Regions from separate parts of the Mus musculus genome. Here region 2 is linked to region 1. Evidence: chromatin contacts called from public promoter capture Hi-C data. All regions are on one chromosome and are shown on one strand. Each heading gives the region's core, a stretch centred on a gene start, on an enhancer-like site or on the middle of the called end of the contact. The rest is flanking DNA. Distances are from core to core; before and after follow the strand shown.

What was found. Promoter capture Hi-C pulls out the DNA fragments that hold promoters and counts their contacts.
Region 2: a promoter capture Hi-C map of neural stem cells shows a contact between it and region 1. The contact joins the promoter of Ckb here to the promoter of Tnfaip2 in region 1. A contact is called at or near these places in 1 of 39 promoter capture datasets (neural stem cells), 3 of 115 datasets of contacts at active chromatin or transcription factors (T-cell acute lymphoblastic leukemia, embryonic stem cells and pancreatic cancer cells) and 1 of 9 other capture datasets (adipose tissue).

Annotation. Positions count from the first base shown.
Region 1 is chr12:111,440,693-111,444,359 of GRCm38.p6, forward strand. It overlaps Tnfaip2 (tumor necrosis factor, alpha-induced protein 2), which reads left to right and starts at 1,969. Exons shown (of 12, transcript NM_009396.2): 1 at 1,969-1,991.
Region 2 is chr12:111,670,287-111,673,953 of GRCm38.p6, forward strand. It overlaps Ckb (creatine kinase, brain), which reads right to left and starts at 2,052. Exons shown (of 8, transcript NM_021273.4): 1 at 1,944-2,052; 2 at 1,480-1,687; 3 at 1,139-1,293; 4 at 929-1,061; 5 at 587-758. The coding sequence starts at 1,672.

The DNA of each region.
Region 1 (3,667 bases), core at 719-3,218:
GTCCAGGTGCTGGCCAGCAGAGCTTCTGTGCTGGGCTAGGAACCTTTGCCAGCCTACTCCTGGCTGCTGCACCAACTCTCAGGTGCCAGAGTCGGGGCTGGGATAGCAGTTTACCAGGTAAGCTGATCCAATGTTTCTATCCTGTGGGATCCATTTCTTGGCTGGATTGGGGCGGGGGTGTGGGGGGGACTATGAAAAATAGTTAAACTATCGCTGACCCCGAGAATCAACCGATCTTTGGCCCTCAGCTATCCAAATAGCCCTGTTTTCAAATTTCCTTTGTGTTGGGAAATTCACAGAGGACCTTTGACCCTCATCCTAAACTCTGACATGCAAGATGGGTGGCATTGGCTTCTACTGACTATGCTCTGAGCAAGCTGCTGTGGGCACCATGGGGCAAGAATGGAAGTCCAACATCTGTCCCACAGAGCCCATAGGCTCTGAACAGATGTGGGTTCTTGAAAGCCTGACTCCTCTGTCCCTCAATCCTACCTGTGGAGTTTCCCAACCATTTCCTTATCTGTTTGAAATCTGGAGCTGGATCAATAGAGCGGAGGCTGGATACTCTGGGGAGGTCATACGATGTGTCGAGAGGCCGCTAGGAGGTAGAAGGCTGGAAGTAGAAGGCCTGGGTTCTCATCCTCTTTCTATATTTGGATGGGATTGTGGGTACAGTCCTAGGGTCTTTGTCTTCCCTTGTGGAGCAGAGGCAACACCCAGCTTGGACCCTGGAGGCTCAATAGAAATATCACCCATTAGGACCTCAGGGAGAAGAGGAAGCGTGCGGTTTGAGTTTTGAGACAGGCTCTCATTGCGTAGCCCTGGCTACCTGGAACTTGCTCTGTAGACCAGGATGGCCTCAAACTCAGAGATCTGTCTGCTCTGCCTCCCAAGTGCTGAGATTGAATGTGTGCACCACTCCCGCCCGGCAGCCTTCTGTTCTTGCCTCCTACAACCTACCATGGTATAGGATGGAGGAGAGTCTTCTTAAACCTGGCACTTGGCCACTGCTCCCCAGGAGGAAGAGGAAGTTCTGGGTTTCCAGGGACAACCCCTTAACATAACCCACCCACTCAGCTGCCCTTCCCTCTTTCCTCAAAGCTCTGTGCTTAGACAGGCAGGGAAAGAAGAGAGGGCCCAAACAAAAGATGGGGAGGAGCCGAGCTCCAAGTAGAGGCAAAAAAGAAGCTGGTGTCTAGCAGGGAAATTCCTGAGTGAGCCCATCTTCCAGAGGGCAGAAATTCCCCTTTCTACACTAGCCTACAACCCCACCTTCCCCAAGGTGGGAAGACCCCCGAGAAAAGACCCCCGAGAAAAGGCCCGCAGAAGGGAGTGCTGAGGATCACCCCCAGCCCCATCCTGGAAAATCTTGTCACTGGGAGCCCTGGAGAAGGAGGCTCAGGTGAGGGCTGTCTGTCATTTCTGTGTAACCTCAGGATAATGATGAAGATGGGCCCCATCACTCAAGGCTTGGTGATGAGAGGTTTTGAGAGGTCCCACTACCAGTCGTGTGCCCAGCTGCCTTAGGACACCTCCTCCGGGAAGCTTTCCTTCCAGACTTTCAAGGACACAGGGGTGCTCAGAGCGGTAACAACACTTGGCAGAGGCGTTGAGATGGAAGAGGGCACTCCCCAGACCTAAGTAGGTGCTGACTGTGTGACGCGGGACAGAGGCTTTGTGCGTGCGCCCCTGCTAGGTAGCCAATCAGAGACCGTGGTGCGACAACAGCTCTCCGCTAAGCGGAACTCGTGGCTCCCTGTGCACGCACATCAAGACCACTCTTTCCAGGCTATTGGGAACAGCAAAGTGACCCCGCCCCTCTCTCTACCGGCCCGGCCCCGCCCCCAACACTGGACTCGCCGGGCCGAGGCGTCCGCCAGCGGATTTTCCGCGGTTGCGGTTGGTGGAGCAGGCAGAGTCTGGGCGGAGCCTGCGACTATTTTAGGAGGGCCCCTCCAGGGTCGGGACTAAGGCGTCCTGTCCTGGACACAGTAAGTGACCTCTGCCGCTGTGCCTCTGTCCCTGCCGCTCTACGTAGCTTCCCTTCCAGTCCTGACACAGAGTGTCGGACAGGATTCGCCGGGGGAATGGCCCTGAGTGGCCAAGGGGACGCGGGCGGGATATTTCGAGGTCCCTTGACCTCCAGCATACGCACTGCTAGGGACTTACAGGCGTTACTCTGAGCCCCTCACACCAGGGTCCGGAATCCCCGCGCGCAGCGAAAGTTTCTTAAGTGTTGTAGGGACTGGGACAAAAGTGAGGGAGTCTCGGGTTTACAAAAGGAAGGTCCCAGCACCCGCGGGACTCCCTGTCCGGATGATCTCTTGTGGGGCAAGAGTCAGTAAGTTAGTTGCAAGATCAGTGAGGTTCTCTGTGGTGTCTAGAATTGAGGGAGGTGACACCATCCAGCCACCAGATGCAGCCCTCCCATGTGTCTCTGAGACCCCTTCGTGCCTCTGCGGGCCCGGCTTGGTGATGCTTTAAACAGCATCTCATTACTCCTGCTGCCTTTCCCCTCTGCAGTCAGGGATACAGGGGAACTTGCTTTCTAAGGCCCACCCAGTGCCAGGCTTCTGATTTTGCCACATCCTCTGAGCAGCACTGAGAAAGGAGTGAGGGGAGGGCTCGTTCTCATTTTACAAACGGGAAAACCGAGACATACTGAGGAAGAATGTTGTTTAGCCCTAATCCTGGTGAGAAGTGTAGCTGAGCCCGCAGATGCTCCTCCCTTTTATACCAATAGCCTCTGACACTGAAGGGCAACTGGGGCCAGACATTCAGGTCAGCAGCTCCATCAGCCAGGCCAGCCCTTATGGGTGTTTGCCATGCGAGTGGGATAGGTTGGCACAGGCTTTAAAAACTGCCTGGCCCTATCTCAGGCCTCATGAGGTTAACGAGAGAGAGGGCTCTCTCTGCTCAGGGCACCTGGTGAGGATGATAAGAGCTGGGGTAGAGGAGCCCAGGCTTTCTGTCCAATCAGGGTGCTTTACCCATGCCCCAGTTATGAGATAAGCCCCTCAGGAATCTATCCCGAACCTGGGCAGTTGAGCTGGTGGAGGCGGAGATGGTGTGGGAAAGGGCCCTTAAAGTGTGTTGTGTTTGGGCAAGCACCTCCCCTCCGCAGTTTCCGGGGTTCTCCTTCGTGATGGTGGGTCTTCCCACTTGCCTTACCGGGAGCTGTTCCTGGATCACGCCAGGTCATTTTGAAGAAATGAAGCTACAGCTTGGGGTTTTTATCCTTGAAGGATGGGGCAGGGAAGCCACCTCCTGGTAATGGGTCACACCGTTTACCAGAAAGGCCCTCCTCCTGCCTGCTCCCTCCCTCCAGGCTAGCCCTGCTTCCTCGGGTGGTCTTCCTTGCTCTGACAATCCACACACACAGTCAGGGATGTGGAGGCCTGAGAAAAGCCAGTCCTTTGAGGGAGATGTTCTCTGGCCTCCAAGCTCAAGCTAGTGACCACAAGATTATTTTAAGCTAAATAACATACTTGCTGGGGAGAGATGGGATGGGATGGGCACCCGGGAAGGGAGGGGAAACAGAAGGCCTTGGGAAATTGCATCACCCCATTTGGAAACAAGCAGGGTAGGCTGCAAAGCGGGTAGTGTGGGTTCCACACTCAAGCTGCTGTGTGACTTCAGGAAGGCCTGTGCTTTGCTCACGAGTAAA
Region 2 (3,667 bases), core at 802-3,301, 230 kb after region 1:
TAGAAGAGGGGTAAAGTCAGGCTGGAGTCCCTGCCAGAATGTGGCCTTAGATCACACCCAAGAAAGACACTATAGGTGGGTGACCTCAAACAAAATGCTTCCTCAACAAAGTGCTGGAATGTGAGCTGTCACCAAGACGCCAATCCCAGCAACAGTGGAGGAAGGCAGCTCATATACATCTCAATCACCAGTCATGTGCTGTGTGGCCCGCAAGGGTCTGGAGCCTCCAGAGCATCCCACCAGAGGAAGCACGCCTCCGCCCGCTCAGTCTGCAGGGGTAGGAGCCCTGCCCGGACGGGTGCGGAGGCTTTTGCGTCATTGGCACCTGGCACGATCCCGGCGGAATAAGGGGGTGAGAAGGTGGAGAGAAAACAAGAAGCGCCGGCTCCCAGGAGGAGGGCGGAGAACAGACGCCAAAGAGACTGGTCACCACCCTTGAGTCCCTGGAGACTGCGGCCTCCCGCAGCGCAAGGACCACAGTCATCCGCAGAACCAAGGTCACCTGGGCGGAGGGAGGCACTGCACAAACTAGGAATTCAGGGCAGGCCCCACCTTCTAGGGACTGGGGGGGGGGGGGGGCTCGTACCATATGCCACGAGCATCCGGCCAGTCCCGGGCCATGCCGGAGGCCAGCAGCAGAGGCGACACAGGCTTATCGAAGAGGAAGTGGTCGTCAATGAGCTGCTGCTGCTCCGCCTCAGTCATGCTCTTGAGCGCGTAGTACCTGCCAGACAGGTCGCCATCTAGGCTGGACAGAGCTGCGGAGTGCAGAGTTCAAGGACAGGGTGGGCGGGCGAGCAAGCCCGCCGCCCCGCCTGCAGCAGTGTGTCCCCGCGGGCGAAGGTGGGTCTTCGACCCTCAGTCCCCAGTGGGAACGCGCGCGCAGAGAAGAGCGCAGCAGCTCTGGAGGCTGTTACCCGACCCCTACCTTCTACTGCCAGCTTCTCGATGGCGCGGCGCTCCCCGCGGCTGCAGTGCGGGGGGAGACAGAAGCCGCGGATGCTGCGGCCTGTGCGCACTCGCGAGCTCAGCACGTAGTTGGGGTCCAGGTCATCGCCACCCTGGGAATACAAGGTGGTGGCTAGAGTGAGCGCCGAGACCCCTCTCCCCAGCACGCCCGGACCCTGATTCCCCGCACCTGCAGGTTGTCTGGGTTGAGGTCGGTCTTGTGCTCATCACTGGGCTGGTAGCCGCCGTGCCGCTCCTCAATAATGGGGTCGAAGAGGTCCTTGAATACGTCGTAACTCTCCTCGTCGCCCGCCACTGCACCCACAGTCATGATGTACGGGTGGCCTGGAGGAGGGGCGCGGCGACAGTGACGTCACCGTCAGGCAGGAGCAAGCCGAGGCTCTTAAGGCTAAGCGCGGAGAGGGGAACAGGGGACCCCAGCCCACCGAAGGTTCAGGGAAGAGCAGTGGGATCCTTGCCCGGGGGGCTTCTTGGGGAGGCGGAAGCCTGACGCTACAGGGGTGTGCATACCCGGATTGTCTACGCCAGTCTGAATGGCGTCGTCCAAAGTAAAGCCGCTCGGCGTGCACTTGGCACGGAGCTCGGCGTACAGCTCCGGGGTCAGCACCTTGGCCATATGGTTGTTGTGGCTGCTCAGATCAGGGAACTCATCCTCGGCCGGGAAGCGCAGCTTCTGCGTATTATGGCTGTTGGAGAAGGGCATGGCGGCGGCAGCGGGCTGCAGGGAAGAGCGGGGTCAGAGGAGATTTAAACACCGGCCGCCAGGGACCTGCAAACCACTTGGGACCCCCGAGACTTTCCCTGGACGCCACCAAGGTCAGCGAGGTCTGCATCGTCAGAGTCCAGCGCATCCCAAGTTCCCGGGCGGGTCCGATGAGCGCTCCCGGCAGCGAGGCTGCGCGTGATGCCCCGGTCCCGCACCCCACAGCGTAGAGCCCCGCAGGACTATACCCCTGGCCCTTGGACCCGCTCACCGGGATGCCGGACGAAGCAGGGGCGATGGATGCCTGTGCTTGCAGCTCCTGGCGCAGCGCAGAAGAACGACGGCTGCTCGCTGCTCCCTGAGCTCTTAAGGGGCGCGTCGCCGGCCTCCCATTGGCGGCTATTTATAGCCCATTCATTCCATTGGTCCGCGCTTTGGGGTGGTGCCGCCGCTTTGTCCGAGGCAGCAGCCCTTGACACCCCCAGCGGCCCACCCTAGCGGTCCCCAAGTCTCGACCCCGCTGCGCAGTTTGGCCACCCCGGTGGTGCTCGCACAGGATCCCTAAGACGAAACCCCAGAGCCATAGATATCCTAGACCTGCTTCACACACACTGCCGGGGGCAGGAAACTGAGTCTGGGAAGCCAGATGGCACTTGAGGCTCCTGCCTTCCCTGTCTCCTCAGGCCGACTGCGTTGTAGAGAGGGTCATGGTGAGAGTCCAGGTTTTTAACATTGGGTACAGCATCCAAACACCGCATCCAGGCCATATCCTCAAGAGCCACAGAGCCGCCGACCTTCCTCAAGGTGCCTGCGGGCATCTCCTGGGTGTTCTTGGTGCAACACCAGAGGCGCAGTCTGGCTGAGGTCCCGCCCGGAAGCACCCAGGGTGTTCTGACCTTGGGCGGGCTCTAAGGAACACCGCCAAGACCCTTGGACCCAGACCCTGAAAGATTCAAGACATTTAGTTCCTAGAGACTGTTTTTGAATCTCCAAATTCTCATCTCCTGTCCCTTTTCTCGGGGGACCGGTTTCTACCACCGCACCCACAAAGAACTCCCCAACACCGGCAGGCAAACTGGGGGTGGAGGAAGCACCAGTCAAAATTAAGCTCATTAATCAGATCCAACACATTGAAACAGTCTCTCTCCCCGTGCCACCCCCCCCCACACACACACACAGGGGAAACCTGGAATTTGACCACAGCCAGTGCCAGGTGTGAATTGGAATGTGTGAAGATAGGCGTTCGCACCTTGCCTGCTGCAGCTGCCAGCAGCTTCATCTTTTTCTGGAAAGTAATTTGGCAGTATTTGTTAAAAAATTTTTAAATTGCTCTATGACCTAGCATTCCCACTTCTAGGAATGCAGCCTACAGAAAGACGGTGTCCCTTCTCTACAAACAGATCAGGAAACGTGTAGAGGGAGAAAGTTTGGATTCGATCTGATGCTCATTAGGGAATGGTCGTGGGTAGAAAAGTGTGGTAGATGGTGCAGTTGATACAAATAGAGAGGTGAGGTCCTGCGTGGCGGCACACCCTTTCTTTTTTTCTTTTTCTTTTTTGGTTTGTTTGTTTGTTTAAGACAGGGTTTCTCTGTGTAGCCCTGGCTGTCCTGGAACTCACTCTGTAGACCAGGCTGGCCTCGAACTCAGAAATTCGCCTGCCTCTGCCTCACAAGTGCTGGGATTAAAGGCATGGGCCACCACGTCCAGCTGCAGCACACCCTTTCAATCCAAGCACGAGGAAGGCAGAGACAAGCAGATCTCTGTGAGATCCCTCAGGCAGATCCTTCCTCTAAAAAGAGAGTCCAGAACAGCCCTGTCTCAAAAAAAAATCAGTATCTGTGCTTTCATATTTAATGTTCACTCACAGCCACTCACTCACTCCTGGGCTAATAAAGCAAGAACAAGAGAAGCCTTCATCCTTGCATGTTTGACAGAATATCTTCAGTCATTTGTCTTTGACAGTTTCTCTCTCTAGCCTTGGAACTCACTTTGTA